Linked DNA regions of Mus musculus: all the other regions are linked to region 1. A link is a contact called in public ChIA-PET, HiChIP or PLAC-seq, Micro-C and promoter capture Hi-C data. All regions are on one chromosome and are shown on one strand. Each heading gives the region's core, a stretch centred on a gene start, on an enhancer-like site or on the middle of the called end of the contact. The rest is flanking DNA. Distances are from core to core; before and after follow the strand shown.

What was found. Promoter capture Hi-C pulls out the DNA fragments that hold promoters and counts their contacts. A called contact is a pair of places that touch in the nucleus more often than the background predicts. ChIA-PET counts read pairs in DNA pulled down with a chosen protein or histone mark. HiChIP or PLAC-seq counts read pairs in DNA pulled down with a chosen protein or histone mark.
Region 2: a contact with region 1 is called in an RNA polymerase II ChIA-PET map of memory CD8 T cells, with 19 read pairs. The contact joins the promoter of Pnpo here to the promoter of Skap1 in region 1.
Region 3: a contact with region 1 is called in a promoter capture Hi-C map of the HPC-7 cell line. The contact joins the promoter of Cbx1 here to the promoter of Skap1 in region 1. A contact is called at or near these places in 5 of 39 promoter capture datasets (the 3T3-L1 cell line, the HPC-7 cell line, cranial neural crest and 2 more) and 1 of 115 datasets of contacts at active chromatin or transcription factors (embryonic stem cells).
Region 4: a contact with region 1 is called in a Micro-C map of the G1E-ER4 cell line. The contact joins the promoter of Hoxb13 here to the promoter of Skap1 in region 1. A contact is called at or near these places in 3 of 39 promoter capture datasets (the 3T3-L1 cell line, stem cell-derived epiblast-like cells and trophoblast stem cells) and 1 of 484 Hi-C or Micro-C datasets (the G1E-ER4 cell line).
Region 5: a promoter capture Hi-C map of hippocampal neurons shows a contact between it and region 1, with 2.0 times the contacts expected there. The contact joins the enhancer-like site here to the promoter of Skap1 in region 1. A contact is called at or near these places in 6 of 39 promoter capture datasets (the C10 cell line, embryonic stem cells, hippocampal neurons and 3 more) and 1 of 115 datasets of contacts at active chromatin or transcription factors (embryonic stem cells).
Region 6: a contact with region 1 is called in an H3K27ac HiChIP or PLAC-seq map of double positive thymocytes, with 3 times the contacts expected there. The contact joins the promoter of Copz2 here to the promoter of Skap1 in region 1. A contact is called at or near these places in 4 of 39 promoter capture datasets (cranial neural crest, embryonic stem cells, hippocampal neurons and 1 more), 1 of 484 Hi-C or Micro-C datasets (Th1 cells) and 1 of 115 datasets of contacts at active chromatin or transcription factors (double positive thymocytes).

The regions. Positions count from the first base shown.
Region 1 is chr11:96,463,302-96,466,099 of GRCm38.p6, reverse strand. It overlaps Skap1 (src family associated phosphoprotein 1), which reads right to left and starts at 1,509. Exons shown (of 12, transcript NM_001177899.1): 1 at 1,350-1,509. The coding sequence starts at 1,395. Gm11529 (predicted gene 11529) reads left to right here and starts at 1,553. Exons shown (of 3, transcript NR_033524.1): 1 at 1,553-2,011; 2 at 2,485-2,529.
Region 2 is chr11:96,942,547-96,945,424 of GRCm38.p6, reverse strand. It overlaps Pnpo (pyridoxine 5'-phosphate oxidase), which reads left to right and starts at 1,406. Exons shown (of 7, transcript NM_134021.2): 1 at 1,406-1,694. The coding sequence starts at 1,557. D030028A08Rik (RIKEN cDNA D030028A08 gene) reads right to left here and starts at 1,279. Exons shown (of 6, transcript NR_003293.3): 1 at 1,211-1,279; 2 at 332-580.
Region 3 is chr11:96,787,408-96,790,409 of GRCm38.p6, reverse strand. Cbx1 (chromobox 1) reads right to left here and starts at 1,275. Exons shown (of 5, transcript NM_001362560.1): 1 at 1,057-1,275.
Region 4 is chr11:96,192,850-96,195,688 of GRCm38.p6, reverse strand. It overlaps Hoxb13 (homeobox B13), which reads right to left and starts at 1,373. Exons shown (of 2, transcript NM_008267.4): 1 at 643-1,373. The coding sequence starts at 1,246.
Region 5 is chr11:96,734,643-96,737,668 of GRCm38.p6, reverse strand. The region is part of intron 10 of Skap1 (src family associated phosphoprotein 1); the gene reads right to left. Among named protein-coding and RNA genes, the nearest start is that of Snx11, 41 kb to the left of the region's middle. Within about 2 kb of position 1,553, at least 24 of the 459 cell types and tissues checked have an H3K27ac peak or open chromatin away from gene starts, as enhancers often do. A contact at or near this core is called in hippocampal neurons, where this site is marked.
Region 6 is chr11:96,848,432-96,851,279 of GRCm38.p6, reverse strand. It overlaps Copz2 (coatomer protein complex, subunit zeta 2), which reads right to left and starts at 1,404. Exons shown (of 9, transcript NM_019877.2): 1 at 1,284-1,404; 2 at 539-607. The coding sequence starts at 1,385. Mir152 (microRNA 152) reads right to left here and starts at 887; the gene lies at 815-887.

The DNA.
Region 1 (2,798 bases), core at 260-2,759:
TGTCTAATGACCCTGTGTAAGGTTCTAGATTCAATCCCCTAAGTACAAGAGAGGGTGGTGGTGACTAAAGGTGCTTGCCACCAAGCCTGAAGACATGAGTTCTATCCCCATCACCAGAAGATGCAAGATGAATGCCAACTCCCAACAGTTGCCACCCGAACTCCACAAACAGGCTGTGGCACATGCACACCCACACAATACACTCCAAAAATAGATAAAAACCTTTTTCTAAAATAGATTTTTGAAACATCGCCTCAAAAGAAACACATAGCCGCCAACTCTTACAGAGACGCTATCCAGAATAGAAACAGGGCTACAGACAGAATCCAAAAGCACTGGCCAAATCCTTGATTAGGAGGCATTTATACCCAAGATAACAAGGTAATGGAGATATAAAACCAATTAAATTGAGAGAAACTGGAAAGAATGCAGCTTGCCAAAATCATGACCTGCCCAAAGCAGGCCATCTGTTAACGATGTGTCAGATGTGTCGCCTGGATGCCGAAAGGCTTAATTCTGAGCGGTTTCCTCTTGAGACCCTTATGCAACTGCAGATTCCAGGTTTCTGTCCTCCCAGGAAGGGAAGGGCAGTCATAGGAAAATGAGTAAAACTGATTTTCACCATGGGAGCCAAGCACAAGATACCGTCCATCAGGGAAGTCTCTTCGGAGTGTATGTTGAGTGTCGGAAAGTGTGACCTTAACTGTAAAGGACAGTTTTAAAGGTGAAACCATCACAACAGGACACTTAGGGAAGGGAAGGACACCATACTCTGAGGTTTATGACACCCCTAGAAGTCTTCAGGTTAGGAAATGACTCTCACACTTATAAGACGTCCCCTAACCACCAGGCTTGGCCCAAAGACCATAAATCTCCAGAGCCCTACTGTGTGCCTAGGAGATGTCTACCCAGAAAGGTGTGGGTCTTCCACAAGGTGAGGAGTCAGGACTGGGAAGGATGAGACCTAATCACTGCACACCTCAGGGATTTCCCGGGGTGACAGGTTCAAGACCAAGCAAGGTGTCAAGGGAGGCCATGAACTGACCCGTAAGACCTTAGAGACCTGGAAGTGTTGATGCATCTGGAAGTGATACAGATGCCTAGAAGGAACAGAAAATATGTAACTCAAGGGAGAGGTGGGGACCTTGAGGATGAGAGAGAGGCTAGGGCTTTGGGGACAATTGGGGGATTAAGGACTCTGGAAGCCTGGAACTTATAGTAGGTAAGTGACCAGGCTAAAGAACTAGTACCCTAGTGTCTCCTTTCTTGCCTTCAGCCCAGCACTGAGAGGCCCTCCCGGACGGGATGGGTCAGGACAGAGGTCTGGCACTGAACCAGGAGTTAGTTACCTTCCAGGAGCCAACAGATCTCCTCCGGGAGGGCGACAGCCTGCATTTGGCGAAGCGAGTGGGCGGCCGCAGCAGAAGGCGGGATAAGGGACGTGTGCCTGCTCGGACGGCGGGCGCAGCGAGCTGCACCCCAGGCACCTGTACCTCGGCTGTCGCCTGGGGGGGGGGGGGAGGCGCTGGGCGGGGCCGCCGGTCGCGCGCTCAGGAAGCGGCGCGCGCAGCCGGCGGCGGGAGCCCGGGACCCCGGGCGCAGGTGCACTGGTGCCACTGAGGTGGCACGCAAAGTCAATGGCGTGGCCCTTTGAGCCCCTCACCAAAAAATTGCCTAGATTCCCAAGAGCCTTGGAGGCTAGGTTTTGGCGGAAACATCTAAACACTGAGCAGTTTGACCTTGGGGCTGTAGGTTTAAAAGGCCATGGCTGTTCCTGGACTGGGGTGCAGAGGCAGAATCCAAGAAAGAGCTTGGTCCTTGCCAAAGATATAGTGCCTCAGTTCTGATCCAGCGCACTGTCGGGGAAAGCCCTGCTGGTTAGAAATTAAAATCTGGAGTCCCAGCGACAATGCCGATCGCCAACATTTGAAAGACTCAGCATCAGAGGCAATACCCATGGAGAGACACGGAGGGAATGTCCTTCCCTCTGGAGGTGAAAGGCTGAGAGAAGGTGGGAAACAGCTCTTTCTCGGAACAGAGGAAGGAAGAAAGTGATCAACGAGATCACAGGGCTGTGCCCTTCCCCGCTCAAAGTACAGCCAGTCAGTGATCAAGTTTGGGTGGTAGTAGGTACCAAAGATGTTGCTACAGCACGAACTTGGGCAGTGGTACGTGGAACCCTTTGTTATTTTTGTGGACCGCTTGTGAGTGAACAAGTACTCAAAGGTTGTTTATTTGATTGGTATTTTATAGTACAACAGGCCTTGAAGAAAGTAGAGCAGCATGGACGGTATACGAAAGAGCAAGAGGAGGACTGGCGCATGCCTGTTGGTATTAAATACCAGACTCCGGGGTTTTACAAGGGTGGGGAGACTTTGCAGGTAGAAAATTATCTGTAATTATGTGACCCCTGCATATCTCTCTCTCTCTCTCTCTCCCTCTCTCCCTCTCTCCCTCTCTCATTCTATTCTATCCCCATAATAGGTAAGAAGGATTGGGAGTGGTCCTGGAACACATGAAGGGAGGAAGGTAAGCGATTTGTTAATCTGCCTGGGGGTGGAGATAATATTGATCTCAATGTAGAAGGCAGAGCAAAGACAAGAAACCGTTCAGAAGGGCACAGGGCAGGTGTATATGTCTCCTGGAATAAGTGTGTGCACACACCCCAGGAAGATGCAGTCTCAAGTTTAGGAACCCTCACTTTTAAGGACTTTGGTGGCCTTTAGCATGTCCTGACGCCTGAGAAGGAGTGGTCTTGGTTTCAGGGCCTCACAACCCACCTATAAGTTGCAATAAAT
Region 2 (2,878 bases), core at 157-2,656, 480 kb before region 1:
GCAGCCCCGGGAATAGAAAAAGAGAGTGGACCTTATAAGGGATGCTGATGACTAACTACTACAGTCCACTGCAAGAGCCAGACGACTCTCCCCATCCTGCTCATGGGAGAAAACGACAATGCACCAAAAATTCTAGGCTAGCCTCACGTTTACTATGTAGCCAAGGCTGGCCTTAGTCTAAGTGCTGAGACAACCGGCAGGCATGCACCACTTTTCTCAGCAAGCTTCCTTCCTCTTGCTTCTGTGCAGCAGATTGCGCTGGCTCAAGCTGTAGACAGAGGATAATGAGTTCCCACTGCAGACACCAAGGCAGGCCAAGAAGGTCTCTTACCTGGCACAGTGCTGGGTGCCTGTCTACATGGCTCTTGGGGCTCCCACTCCGGATACTGGTAGACACCAGGGCTACAGAGTCATCTTCCACCACGGGCTGCCCCAGGCAGATCAAAGCTGGAAGAAGCGTTGTGAGGATTTCCTACTTCTCTCTCAGCCAGACATCCACCACGTGAAGTCAGCGTGCAGGCGCCGCACCTGTTCCCTGTATCCTTGGCTGGCTATTGCCAAAAACTATGCCTCCCACTACCTAGAAAGGAACAACAAAGAAATAAAAACAGCAACAACAACAAGAAGAAATATGAAAAGGAGGAAATAACCAAGTTGAAAGAGGTTTAGGAAAGGGACAGCCCTTCCATCTGTTAGAGCAGTGGCTAGTAGTAACTCCACTGCATTGGGTATAGGATGCCCTGAGCCCAGCCCAACCCTTAGGAAAGGGTTACAAGTTAGAAGGGAAGACCATTCTGCTCTGGGGTAGCCTGATTCCAATTTCTGTCTTCTTTCTATTCAGCTGACTCCCTTCTCGCCTCAGAGTCTCCTTCCTGACCCCAGAGTGCTTCCCCAGTCCCCAGAGTATCAGCCCACCACCACGACCCTCAGCACCTGCCCTGCGGTTTACAAGGCAGTTTCAGTCTCTCCTTACTCTCAAGCCACAATCTTCTCCCTCAGTCTCTCCCTGTGTCCCTAACACCTTTGCTTCCGAGTCCGGCCCCCAAACCATGTTTTCTTGCCCAGTCTTCCAACCTCCGCTGCGCCAGGAGGGGATCCCTGCCCTACGTTCTTCTTCAGTAGCCCGCCACTGGCCGGCCACTTACTGCGGACCTCTCCTCTCCAGCCCCGAGACTTCGCCCCGCCCTCGCCTTGGCTGCTGTCCCTATACCTTTAACAAACCTCCACGTGCTTCTTAAACGGCGGTGACAGCATTTCCTTGTCTCTCTGCTCCCGCCCCTGGAGGCGCTGCCCATTGGCTGCTGGGTTCCTTCATTCCCGCTCTAATTGGTCTCGCTCCAGGTAACTCAAACCAATAAGCTCTCCAGGTATGGATCCCTGCTCTGGTCCTGGACAGCTATTGGTTGATCCTAGGCACCTTGGTTCCGAGAACTTAGGACTTACTAGCTTGTCTGGGGCTCTAGTAAATTCTTCCTTCCCAGGCTAGACACACAGGCTGAGCAATTGGTTCCGAACCCAGGGCCAGGCGACGCTGGGTCACGTGGCCGACTGCTTACATGACGTGCGGGCTGCTGAGCGTCACTGTGACGTTCAGGAGACCTGCGAAGTGGACGGGCTACCTCCGTCACCTGTGCTGTCGGGGTGCAGTCATGGACCTGGGACCAATGCGCAAGAGTTACCGCGGGGATCGAGAGGTGCTGCCGCTGCCGCCGGGACACGGAAAGGGGGTGTCCCTAAATTAGCAAAGGGTTGGAGGAGCGCCTTGTGCTTTCAGGGGCCACTTACAAGGCAACGGGATTTAGGGGTCACCCTGATGGGAGAAGAGGGTTTCAGAGACAGCTACTGGGGAGGGCCTCAGGGGAACCGTGGATTAACGTGTACTCATAGACCCCTTGACATCAGAACCCACCTGTGTTGGAACCCAGCCCTTTTCTGACTGTCTCGCTGTGGACAATTTATGCTCTTTGGGCCTCAGTTTATCCACCTGTAAAGTGGTGATACCTACTTCACAAGGATGCTGTGGGTTTGGGGGTTTTCTCATTTTTTACATTTTTATACATTTAGAGTGTACATGTGTTTATACATGTATGACAGGCGACAACTTTCAGGAGTTTTTTGGTTTTTGTTTTTGTTTTTTTTTTTTTCCCACCATGTCGTAGGTCACCAGGAATGAACTCAGGTTGTCAGGTTTCGTGGTAGATGTCTTTACCAGTCTATATTTAGGCATTTGTAAAATGCTTAAAACAGTCATAAACGTGATATAAATTTATAAAGGAGCGGAAGCTGGGCTTGTAGCTGAGTGTTGTGGAGTCTTGCCTGGTGTGTATGAGGGTTCTGGGTTCCACCTTTGGCACCAAATGAACTAGGCACAGTGGATCCAGAGTTCAGGGTCCGGCTACACAGTGAGTTCAAGGCTAACCTGGAAGCTCTTCGTTTTAACCTCCCTCATCATGATCTTCTCCCCACTCAGGTCAGGGACCAAGAGATCAGTTCTGGGATTGGGATCCAGAGCTACAGTGGCCAAGTGTGCTTATCCGTGAACATCTGCAGGAGTGCTTGACTGAGATGTAGGCTCTTGTGAAACCTTAGAACTACTTCATGAAAAAGAATGAGGTGACCCACAGGAACTTCAGCACACTCCAGCCCTGGTTCATCCCTTCCTCCTTAGGAGACTCAGGGACTTACTGGGCCGTTTTATGCCTGTTTCACCATCTGTAAATGGACATAGAACCTACTTCCTGAGTAGTGTTTTGTTTGGTTGGTGTTTTTTTCTTTCTCTCATGGTCATCATTATGATGGCTAAATGCATTTACATTTGAAAAACATCTCAGCCCATTGCCAGGCACAGAGTAAACATTGTTCATTCGCTGACATCAAC
Region 3 (3,002 bases), core at 26-2,525, 320 kb before region 1:
GAGGTAAACTGAGGCCCCCAGGCTTACGCACAAAGAACAGATCTCTTTCATTGGATGAGTCTTGCCTTACACGTGTTCTTCCACAGCCTCCCAACTCACACTGAAGACCCATTACAAGGCACAAAGTGGCCTTTTCACCCTTTCTTGACTCCCCTGGTGGCCAGGCAAGGCTTTAAACTCCTGATCGTCCTGTTTCCGCTCCCAAGGGCTACATGAATGCCATCAAGCCCAGCCCGAATTTATAAGGTACAGAGGATTGAATTCAGGCCTGTGCAGTGGGCTAGGCAAACATTCTACCAACTAAGTTACATCCCCAGGGACCCTTTATTTTCTTCCACATTTGACCAGTCACTCTAGACTTCTACCCTACCTATCCCAGCAACTCCACTTTTAGACAAGGTCAAGAAAATGCCTGACCCCCCACCCCCACCCCTAGACGGATTCAACAAATCTCTTCCCCGCTAGCACACCGTGAGCTGCCCAAATCCTCCTGTTCAAGTTTATTGGAAGTTACTTCTTCTTAACTCTGGCAAGAGAAACTTCTCTGATAGTGGCAACTGGACCCAATATCCTCAGGTTACTTTTTCTCTCTTTCCTCCAAGTGCTACGGGGGTTGCTTGCGATTGCCACCGTGTCCGCTTTCTCAGGTTACATTTCTAAACCTCGAGAGTACGAAGTCGTGGTCCCTGCCACGCACACCCAAAAGCACCTGTCCCCCTTATGGACGTCCCAAAGTTTTCTTTCTCCCGCCCAACTCTAGAGTCCCTCACTCGGGTCAAACGCTCTTGGTCCAGTTCTTGAAAAGCTAACCCTCCGCTGGCTCCGCTCATCGCGAACCACTCGGCTCCCGGGCTCTGGATTCGCTGCCCCGCCCTCTCCACACTCCCGCAACCCGCGAGCTCTGCGCGGGAAGCGGACCCGGCGGGCGCTGGGCCGGGGCGCGCCCCCCATTCCTCGGTCTCCGCTCTTCCGTTAGCGGCCCGCGCTGGTCCGCGGCCTCCCGCCGTTGCCGCGTCCCCTCCCCCCACACACCCCGCCTCCAGCCCGCCTCTTCACCTCGTAGCAGCGCCCGAGAGTCCGAGAGGAATCGGTGCCGCGCTACTCGCGCGTTGCGTCGGGCGGTCCGAGGGGAGTAGCGCGCCCAGAGGAGCAAAGAGCCGTGTGGCCACAAGTCGACCGTCCCGCTGAAGCGGCGTACCGCAGGCCCCGCTAACGGCCCTCCCCTCAGCCGAACAAAAGAGCCTCTCACTCTGCGCGGCCCGCCGCCTGCACTGCGCAGACGCGACGACCCGCCGCAGGGCACCTTGGGATTAAGAGTCGGCCAGAAACTACAGATCCCAAAGTACCGCGCGAATCCCGCGCCGCCCACCTCCACTTTCAAGGATTGTAGGGAGTTTTCGTAGTTTTGTTTTCTTTTTTGACTGGAAAGGCGAAGTCGACTGTTACTTAGAACATAACTCTACAGTCTAGGAAATTGATGGGTAGTGGTGGGGTTTGTTTGTTTAATAACAGGATACGCAGCCCAGGTGGCTTCGAACTCGTGGCCTTTCTTTTTGCTTCAAATGTCAAAGTGCTGGATTCCAGGCGCGTGCTGGTATTCCTTACTCAGTCTACAAAAGTAGGACACTGCAGGTTTGGAAACTAGCCCGTTGATGTTTGGTCCGTTTGCGTTTAAAAGAAAAATATTGTATTCGTCACCTGAGATTTATCAAATCACCTTCAATAATGTCCAGCAATCTTACCTATTATTGCCACCTGACTGGGGTTCCTACCTCTCAGTTTGAATCACTGCTCCATTCAGAAAGCAGTAGATTAACCGTCTAGGTAGACACCATCGACACTTTCTGAATTTGCTTTTTTTCTTTCCCCTTCCTTCCCTCTCTATTCTTGTTTTATTTTTGGTTGTTGGTTCTGTTGAGTGGACAGGGTCTCAAGGAAGTCTGATCTACCTGTTTTCACTTCCCAAATGCCGAGTATTACAAACACAGACCACCACATTCAAAGTTTTCCCTTTATTGCCCTTGCCGGTGGGTGACTTTCATGGGGATTTCTCCATCTCTGTGAACATCCTTTATCAAGTTAGTCTAAAGAAACGGAATTAAGCAAAAACCACGGCTGGGCTGTCATTCTTTAACACGGGTGCTACTCTGATTCAGGTAGGTTGCTGCTAATTGTTGAACTAGGAACTCCAGTAAGGACAGACGCTTCATATGACTCATTGTGTCCACGACACTCAGGATCCTTGGTGTTTGTTTCTAGCAAGGACAAGGTCATTTTGGTTGTTTGTTTGTTTGGTTGGTTGGTTGGTTTGTTTTTGTTTGTTTTTTTGAGACAGGGTTTCTCTCAAAACTCAGTTTGTAGACCAGGCTGGCCTCAAACTCAGAAATCGGCCTGCCTCTGCCTCGAGTGCTGGGATTAAAGTTGTGCGCCACCACGCCCGGCCACAAGGTCACGTTTTGACTCTCAGTATTTATTGGTAAAAATTCCTTGAATATGTGATTAAGTGAATAACTGAGATGTCCAACTGATAATAGAACTGATCAAACTTTCCAAGGCCAGATTCAAGCCTCTTAATCCTAGTACCCGGGATTGAGACAGGAGGATTGCTGGGAGTTTAAGAGCACTTTAGCACTTAGGAGGCAGAGGCAGGAGAATTTCTGAGTTCAAGACCAGCCTGTTCTACAGAGTGAGTTCCAGGAGAGCCAGGGCTACACAGAGAAACCCTGTCTCAAACAAACAAACAAACACAACAGCAAACCCAAAAAAAAAAAAAAAAAAAAAAGCGCAGTTTAGACTATGTAGCCTAGGTTACAGAGTGAGAGCTTGTCTTAAAAAAAAAAACAAACAAACAAACCAAAAATCAAAAAAACCCCGAAACAGTGACAACTTTTCTGTTCAAAAAACTAAGACAAAAGAAAAAGAGGGTTAGTTTCACAATGTTATATAAAAATTAGTCAAAAGAGACCGATTCTTCCTGAAAAAATACTTGGGTCAAGCCTCCA
Region 4 (2,839 bases), core at 124-2,623, 270 kb after region 1:
CAATCACACAATCCACTTTCACATGCGTGTTCGGATTCAGCCACTCCTCCAAACTGGCAAATTATGTACATGAGAAAACAGGGTTCTGTTCCCTACCCAACACACACATACACACACAAACACCATGCACACACACTTACACGCACACTCACGAACACACCCTTCAATACACCCTCAGTCAAAGAAAACCTAAATTTTCCTTTCGAAATTGACCTAAAAAAAGGAAAGGGTTATATTCTCGAGGAAACACCCAATATCTCCGATCCCACCTCTCAATGCCACTCTCGAGACCACTGGATTATGTCATTTGGCCTTTGGGCAGAATTAGTCTGGGATTGTGCTGGGTAGGGACTCTTTGCCCCCAATCAACAGCAGAGATCCAAGGTTCTCCCGACATATTCAAAGACTGGTCCTAGAGCCTCCTGGAGAAGTCAGGAAGGCTAGCACCCTGCTGAGGCCCCTTATTCTGACCCTCTGAGGCCCTCTTGTTGCCTGGACCCTCCCTCACAGTCCTAGTAAATAACCCAGGAACCCTAGGCCCCTCCTCATCAGCCCGAAGTTTCCCTTCCTCTCCTCTTCCTCCTTCCCAGCAAGTGCCAGCGTAGCCCATGCTGAGCCAAGGGGAGCCAGAGTAGAACTTACCTGCAAACGCTGCTTTCCAGAATGGACCTGGTGGGTTCTGTTCACCTTGGCAACACATCTGGCTGTTCCAGCCACCGGCCAGGGCCCAGGGCTGGTAACTGTCCACGGGAAGCAGAGAATCGTGGCGAGGCTCTCCGGGGGCTCCCAGGGTCTGCACCACAGACACATCCAGGTAACTGGCCATAGGCTGGTATGGTCCCGGGTAGCCCGGATAGAAGGCAAACTCGGTGGGACGGCTGGGATACTCCTCCCCAGGTGCAGGAGTTTCCGAAGGGTAGGTAGCCAGGGCGGCCGTCTGGGCACAGGGTTTCAGGGAGCTCCTGGATACTCGGCAAGAGTAGTACCCGCCTCCAAAGTAGCCATAAGGCACAGGAGCTGGAGATGCCCCCTGAGGCACCCCAGGACAAGGGTGGCACTGCTTTGGTGGCTCTGCAGAGCCTGGCAGATCCAGGGGGGCATAGTTGACAGTTGGCATCAGCGTTGGAGCCGCGGGATGGCTAGCCAGTGGGGAGGAGTGGGAGACTAGATTCCGACCCCCTCCAGCTCCCAGCAAGCCTTCGATATCCTTGGCCCCGTCCAAGGTGGCATAATTGCCGGGCTCCATGGAGCCAATGATCGGCTCATGGGGAGCCGAGGGTGAGGGTTCTAGGGGGCAGCAAGCTGTCTCTCCCCACCCAGGCCCAGGGAATCCTAAGCGTTTTAAATCGCTCCCAGCTCGAACGGCGCCTGCATTCGCCTGGCTGGGCCGTCTTGACGCAAGAGACGCAAGAGCCCGGGCATGAGCGCTGATTGGCTGTGGCCTGGGGGAGAGAGGCTCATAAAATCCTCCCGCAGAAATTGCAGGGGGAGAAGGGACGGGGAGCCCGGCTCCGCCTCCTCTCTTCCCTTCTCTTCCTCTCCGCCTGTCTCTTTTTCTTTTTGTATGTGTGTCTCTGTCTTTATCTGTATGTGTTCTGTGTCTCTGTCTCTATATGTGTCTCTGCTTCTGCCTGCTGTCTCGGGTCTCTGCCTGCGCTCTCTCTCTCTCTCTCTCTCTCTCTCTCTCTTCCTGGCTCCCAGTCTTCTGCGCTTTGGCAGGTTTAACGAGAGAATAAAAAGCTCTCCCAATAAAGTGTCCATCTCCTGGGGATGAGGGGAGTCGGGGGAAGGGCTGGGAGGCCACTTCGGGCTGCCTCAAAGGAGAACCCGGGAATGCTTCTGAGATGGGAATGAGAACTGTAGGCGTCAGGGAGCTCTGTGCTTGGAGGCTGGGTACTAGCCACCGTAGCTCATTGTAGATATCCTTTCTGTCCCTAATACACTGCGCCCAGGCAAGTGCCTTCCAGGTCTGTCCCCCAAGGACCCTGCCTAGTCACAACACTGAAAGCCCGGAGGCCCCAATGGGGATGAGGCGGAGCCAAGGGGCGGGGGACACGAAGGAACGTTGAAAACGTGCAGTGCTTGGCTCAGGGAACGCAGTGTCCGGATCTGAAGGGGAAATAGAGCCAATGTCTGGGAAGGGGGTCTGGATTTCCGTTTAAGGGTGGAGAAAGAGACCAAGAGACACAGGCGTACAGGGGCTTTACTTGAAGGAATAGACTCGGTGTGGAAAAGGAAGGCTGGCGGGGGGGGGGGGGGTAGGCAGAGAGGGAGGAGAAAGGAAGAGAGGAAAAAAGGGAGAGGGAGAGAGGGAGAGGTTGAAACATCACAAATGGGAAGGGGGGGTCAAGATTGTATCCCTTTTTCTGGAATCTGCAGTCTGGGGGAGCCAAGGCTGGTTTCGTGGCCATCCCCACCTGTGGGGATCCTGGGTCCCAAGATTGCAGGAGCTTGGTCTGTGTGGGGGCCTTTCTGCTCTTTGGTGCCGCTCTCTAGGCCGGAAAGTCCAGGAACCGAACCCTGGCCCCAGCACACTTCCACAGGACTGAGGGACTAGAAAGCTCAGGACCCCCTAGCTGCCTCTTTAAATTTCCTTGGAAGTTAAAGAGGAGGAGAGAGAGAGTGAACTACCCCAACTGCTAGAATTGTCCGAGGCCCTCTGTTGGGGCCTATTGTGCTGTAGATTCAAATGGCTTGTTTCACAAATCTGCCCTTAAAGTTGGTTTGTTTTTTGTTTTTTGTTTCTTTCCTGTATCACTTTCACATGAAATCCCTTTGTGTCTTCTAGTTTTCTCTCAGGTTTCCCCTCACCCCGGCAGAAAATTTGAACTTTTCTATT
Region 5 (3,026 bases), core at 304-2,803, 270 kb before region 1:
CTCTTTCTCTCTCAAATAATATACAGATTTTTTTTTTTTTAAAGAAAGGAAGGAAGGAACAGCCCAAGGGAAGAGAACGGTCTATATTCTTAAGTAGTCCTTTAAGGAGGTAAGGGGGAAGAAACCCCTGGGTTTTTTAAGTCCCCTTACAACAGGCATTATGTTAACACAGCCCAGGTATGCCCGGCCAGGCCTGCTACATTTAGGCAGCGGGAGCCAGAGACAGCTGTTCCATCCCAGGTAACAGAATCTATCCTAGTTCATAGAAAGTCCATCTACCCACATGAAGAGCCTCATGATACACTGTTTCCACCAGCTAAGATGTCAGCCCAAAGACGGGCACTGCAGAGCCCTGAAAAGACCTTCCTGTCCTGGCTAAGCCATCACGTATCAACCCTAAGGAATGCCCAACTTGTTGCTCCAATGCTGATTCCCAAAGAAATAAGGCCTTAGAGCCTTATCAGTGAAGGACACAACCCAAGCTTCAGAGATGCATCCTTCTGGCTCAGTTTACCTCCACAGGAGGCAAGGGGTATGTGGCTCTTCTAGTTTCCAGTTAACTGTGTTTTTCCTTTCGGTTTTTGAGACAGTCTCAATATATGTCCCTGGCCGGCTCAGAACTTGCTATGTACACCAGGCTGCTTTGGACTCAACAGAGAGATCTACCTGCTTCTGCCTCAGTCTGCAGGGATTAAAGGTGTGAGCCTCTACACCCTACAAAGTTTCTCCTTTTTATTTGCTGGGCCGCTCATGTTACTGCCATAAATCAGTTCTAGAACTGATCTGTTTCCCATTGGCCATTCAGTGATGTGGTATCTCAGACAGCAGAAGCACCTATGCTATTTAGAAGGAATGTTTTCTAAGGGAAAACCTTGCTGGCTGGAAGTCAGGCCACTTCCCTGACAGGAAACTTGTGACTTCTCTAATCCAAACAGAGGCATCTTACTTATCCTTTAAGAGGCCGGAGAGTGGATTCCAGAGGGCCCTTGCAGCCCTCACATACAAGGAGCTAAGCCAGGACACCATGTCCTCGCCCCGAGAGTGATTCAGCACCTGCCCTGTCATGCATGGTGCTCAGACAGAATGGATTTTTGGAGTACACCTGTTGTTGAACCCCTGCCAGGTACTGATGGTCACTAACCCCCAAATCACTTTCCCCCCTGCTGTTGATGCTTGGAATGTCGGACAGGACCGAGCGGCAGCCGGTGTGTATTTCAAACACAGCAGATGGATTTTTATATTAGCTCCTATTTCATGTTCAGGCAGAGCGACCGCCACACTAAAACCACACAGCCTCAGTGCCGCCGAGTTTGCTTCTGTGAGATTAATTCTGTGAAATTAATTGGGACAAGATTGAAAAGGAAATTAAAATGCAGCCGAGTGAACAGGCCTCTCAAACACCTTTTCTCTTCTCTGTTCAAACTCGAATTCTGCGGTGGTCGCCGGCATCGTGGGAAGTAATTTACGAGGGGCAGGCTCTCAGGAGTGATCCGTTACGTATGAGGAGACCTGCACCAGCGCCACAATCTGGAGCCACTGAAAAGCGCTAAACCGCCCTGCTGTGTCTGGCGCTGTGTCCTGGCTCCTCCAGGGGGAGGAAGAGAGGCTCTTACCAGCAAAAGCCGCTCAGAAATCTCTGGGCCCAAAAGGAGTGCAGGAACATCCGCTGGATGTTCACATCCGCTTCGTTATTAAAATCTTTCTCTAATATATTTTAAGATCCAAATTAGAAGTCAGCGAGTTAAGTGGGCATGAAGCGGCATGGGGCCTCGGAATGTTTGGATGTGCTGAGGGGCGGTCCGCGGGAGGGCTCTCTGCTGCTGTGTCCTTGTTACTGCTCCTGAGATGGGTACTTGGCTCAGGCCTCTTCTGGAAGAGAGCTTTGGAGACTTTCTGGTGTCAGTGATGATATTTCTAAACCACAAAGACACAGTGGATTTCCACATAGGCCTCTTCACTGGGTAGTGAGTGTTCTTACCTACGTGAGAGAACTTTATTTTGTGTCTCAACCGATGGAGCTTCTGAGAAGTTCTTGGTGTATGACCATTTTTCTCATTACATATATATATATATATATATATATATATATATATATATCCAAAAGGAATTAAATTTGTTTATATGTGTGTGCGTGCGTGTGAGTGCCACAGCTTGTGCATGCGCATGTGCCAACAGGCAAGCATGTGTCGCTCAGGGGACAACTTCTGGGAGTTGATTCTTTCTTCCTGTCATGTGGGTCCCAGGGATGGAACTCAAGGGGCAGGCGTGGTGGCAGGCATCTTCAACCACAGAGCCATCTTGCTGGCCCTCATTTTGCTCTACTGTATCAATGATTTAATGAAATCATAAGGAAATGCCCAACACAAAGGGTCCTTTTGGTGTAGTGTTAGTGGATGGGAAGGAAGAATATAGGAGTTGTCATTACTTAAGGGGTAAATATGCCTTAACATACATTCTCTGACCACAACCCTATGAATGGAAACTATCCTACTTTTTACAGATAAGGACATTAAAGCCTAGAATGTTTAAGTGACTTTTTTCTTTTTTGTTTTTTTTTTTTTTCGAGACAGGGTTTCTCTGTATAGCCCTGGCTGTCCTGGAACTCACTCTGTAGACCAGGCTGGCCTCGAACTCAGAAATTCACCTGCCTCTGCCTCCCAAGTGCTGGCATTAAAGGTGTGTGCCACCATGCCCGGCTTTTTTTTTTTTTTCAAGGTTACACAAATAACCTACCTGAGTATAGGACAAGTGGTAGGCTGTTTGGATAACTATGAAGTACATTTCTTTATCTATCTATCTATCTATCTATCTATCTATCTATCTATCTATCATGTACTATATTTATGTATGTATGTATATATATATATATATATATATATATAATGTATCGTGTATGTGTGTGTGTGTGTGTGTGTGTGTATTACAGGGCTGGAGATCTGGGTCAATGGTTAAGAGCACTGCCTACCATTCCAGAGGATCCGGTTTCAATTTCCAGCACCCATATGGTGACCCATTAACCATCTGTA
Region 6 (2,848 bases), core at 155-2,654, 390 kb before region 1:
TGGTGGCAATCGTGAGACTAACCCTGTGACCTTAGGCAACTTACTTAGCGTCACTAGACTTCATTGTCTACATCTGTGAAGTGAAAGAGGGAGACTAGATGGTCTCCCCAATCGCACCTGATTCTACTACATTATTATGCTAAGTCCTTCGTGTTTACCTAGCTGAAATACACATAGGCGACTTTGTCTACTCGGATTAGGAACTCAGATCCCTAGGACGCAGGCTCAACTATCCACTGATCCCTTTGGTGGAGCGTCCCACGCCAAGGATGCAGCTGGCCAGGACAAGGACAAGGAGAAGACTCGCCAGGGAACATGAGAAAGAAACCGAAGGGATCCCCACTCACGCACCCAGCCCCTCGCTGTTAGACTGATAAAGCATAGTGTGGACAAAGTGACCTCTAGAGAATCTAAGCTGGGCTGTTCTGCCACCCAAAATGCAGAGTTTCTCCTATAGGTGGAGTTAAAAGGGCTGGGTGGGGACCGCTTGTCTTGGACATATGGCACTGTCTTCGAGGTTCCAGCGGGGAGGGGTTACCTTGGCCAGCAGCCTTCGCCCGTCATTATCTAAGATGAAGACAGCCTTGATGGTGTAGAGAGAAGGTTCCTGAAAGTGACAAGGGAAAGGAACCCCTGACTCAAAGTGGACACCGAGTCAGGGCTCTATGGAGCCAGCTAATCCCCAACCCATAGCTGGTTCCAGCCCAACCCCGTGCCACATGGACCATTTCCGGTGCCCACTCCACTCCCAGACAGATGTTTCACTGCAGGTCCGAGGAGTGGGCGCTGAGTCCGCTGGGTGCAGAAGGTCCTACCGGGCCCAAGTTCTGTCATGCACTGACTGCTCCAGAGCCCGAGTCGGAGTGTATCACAGAACCTAGGCCCGGGGAACAGCGGCGACGAGCCTCCTTATGTCCAGCTGACCCCCAGTTCCAGATGCGCGCGGCCATCATTCTGGAGCAAGGGAACCCAACCAGACCACCTCGCCACTCCCACTCCTCCCTCGTCCCGCCAGAATCTCGCTTCCATCCCGGCCACCCAAGTCGGTTATAACTGCGGCGAGTTCCCCAGAACTTCAGCCCCTCCTGCGACACTCCACTCAGGCAAGGCCTCCTCGCCCGTGCGCTCCAGGACAAACTTTTTCTCCCCTTCCTGGGCCCGGGCTCCCTCTCCGGGGCTGGGCAGTGGTGGCACAAAGTTCCCAGCTTAGAAGCCCGAGGTAAATCAGTTGCCCCCGACCACCGATCCTGCTGCCCCTGGACCCCACACTCCGTGCTCCCTACCCGCTGTTCCGTGGCTCGGGTGGGCGGCGCTGCGCCCCCGGCTTGGGCGGCTGAGGCCCCCTCCCCCGGGTGCGGACGTGGCCAGGCCTCCGGCCGCTGCATTCCGCTCGCTGCCTGCACTGACAGCGCCGCCCCGCCCCGTGCCCGCCCCCCGCGACGCCGCCCCTCCGCCCAGTCCTGCGTGGCTGGCCTCTGTGTGCGTCCTCTCTCTCTGGGCGAGCTTTCTGCCCGACCCCCACGTCGTTGCAGAACCTCGTCTCCCTACTTGGATTCTTCCCTCTGGGCTCCTCTGTGCACCTCCCAGTCTTTCAGGTGAACCAGAGCCTACTCTTTTCTTCCCACTTACTGCCTCTTCTGGCCTAGGGCGCCTGTGGCTTTGGTGCACAGAGGTCTCCATGTGGCTGTTCTGGGACAGCCCAAATTTCAGTTTAGGTTCACTTTGTCCTCAGGACCTCCTAGTAGGTATCATTGGAACAAATAGTTCAAGTCACTTTTTTAAAAAAGAACTCTCTCTCTCTCTCTCTTTTTTTTTTTTTTTTGGTTTTTCGAGTCAAGGTTTCTCTATACAGCCCTGGCTGTCCTGGAACTCACTTTGTAGACCAAGCTGGCCTCGAACTCAGAAATCCGCCTCCCTCTGCCTCCCGAGTGCTGAAGAACTCTCTTTTTTTTAATTTTTGAGATTTTTTTTTTTTTTTTAATGTGAGTACACTGTCGCTGTCTTCAGACACACCAGAAGAGGGCATCAGATCCCATTATAGATAGTTGTGAGCCACCATGTGGTTGCTGGGAATAGAATTCAGGACCTCTGGAAGAGCAGCCAGGGCTCTTAACCACTGAGCCATCTCTCCAGCTCCTCAAGTCACCTTTTTGATCTCAAGACAGAGCCTGTCAGTGAGACCTCTCCACTCGGAAGAGTTCCCCGCTTCCCCTCATAGTACCTGGGGAAAAGAACCATGGGCTGAAGGACACCTCCGCCAGACATTTTTCAAGACCCAGAGGTGGATGAAGCCAGTAGGGTCACAACACACCTGAAGTCCAGCTTGAGCCTGTGGACTAACCCGGCCAGAGTATGACCACATACAGTGAGGTAGTTACTGGTGCTTGGGCAGCCAGCCATTCACAACACTGACAGATGTGTCTTATACTCGAGCCAGCGCTCTCATTGTATGTCAGAAGTCACCGTGCCTAGGGAGGTGTTTTCAGACATACCCATTGAGAGGAGTCAGACTTCGTGTGACCTTTTCAAGCTGGTTGGGCTAATTAGTTGGGTAGGAGGGTTCCACGGGTTTTCCCATTCTGCCCTTGACAGCCTCAGTGTAGAACATCACAGTCGCTCACACCAGACTTCCTTCTGCTTAAGACTTCTCTTTCCAACTTTCACCTTTTTTTGTTTTTTAACAATTACTCTTACTGATCCTTTTGTTTACGCTTTTATTTTACTTAGTAATTATTGATGAGGGGAGGGTGTGACACAGGGCTCACGTGGCGATCAGAGGACAGCTTAAAGGAGTCACTTCTCTCCATCTACCGTCTAGGTCCTGTGAGTTGGATTTACATTGTCTGGC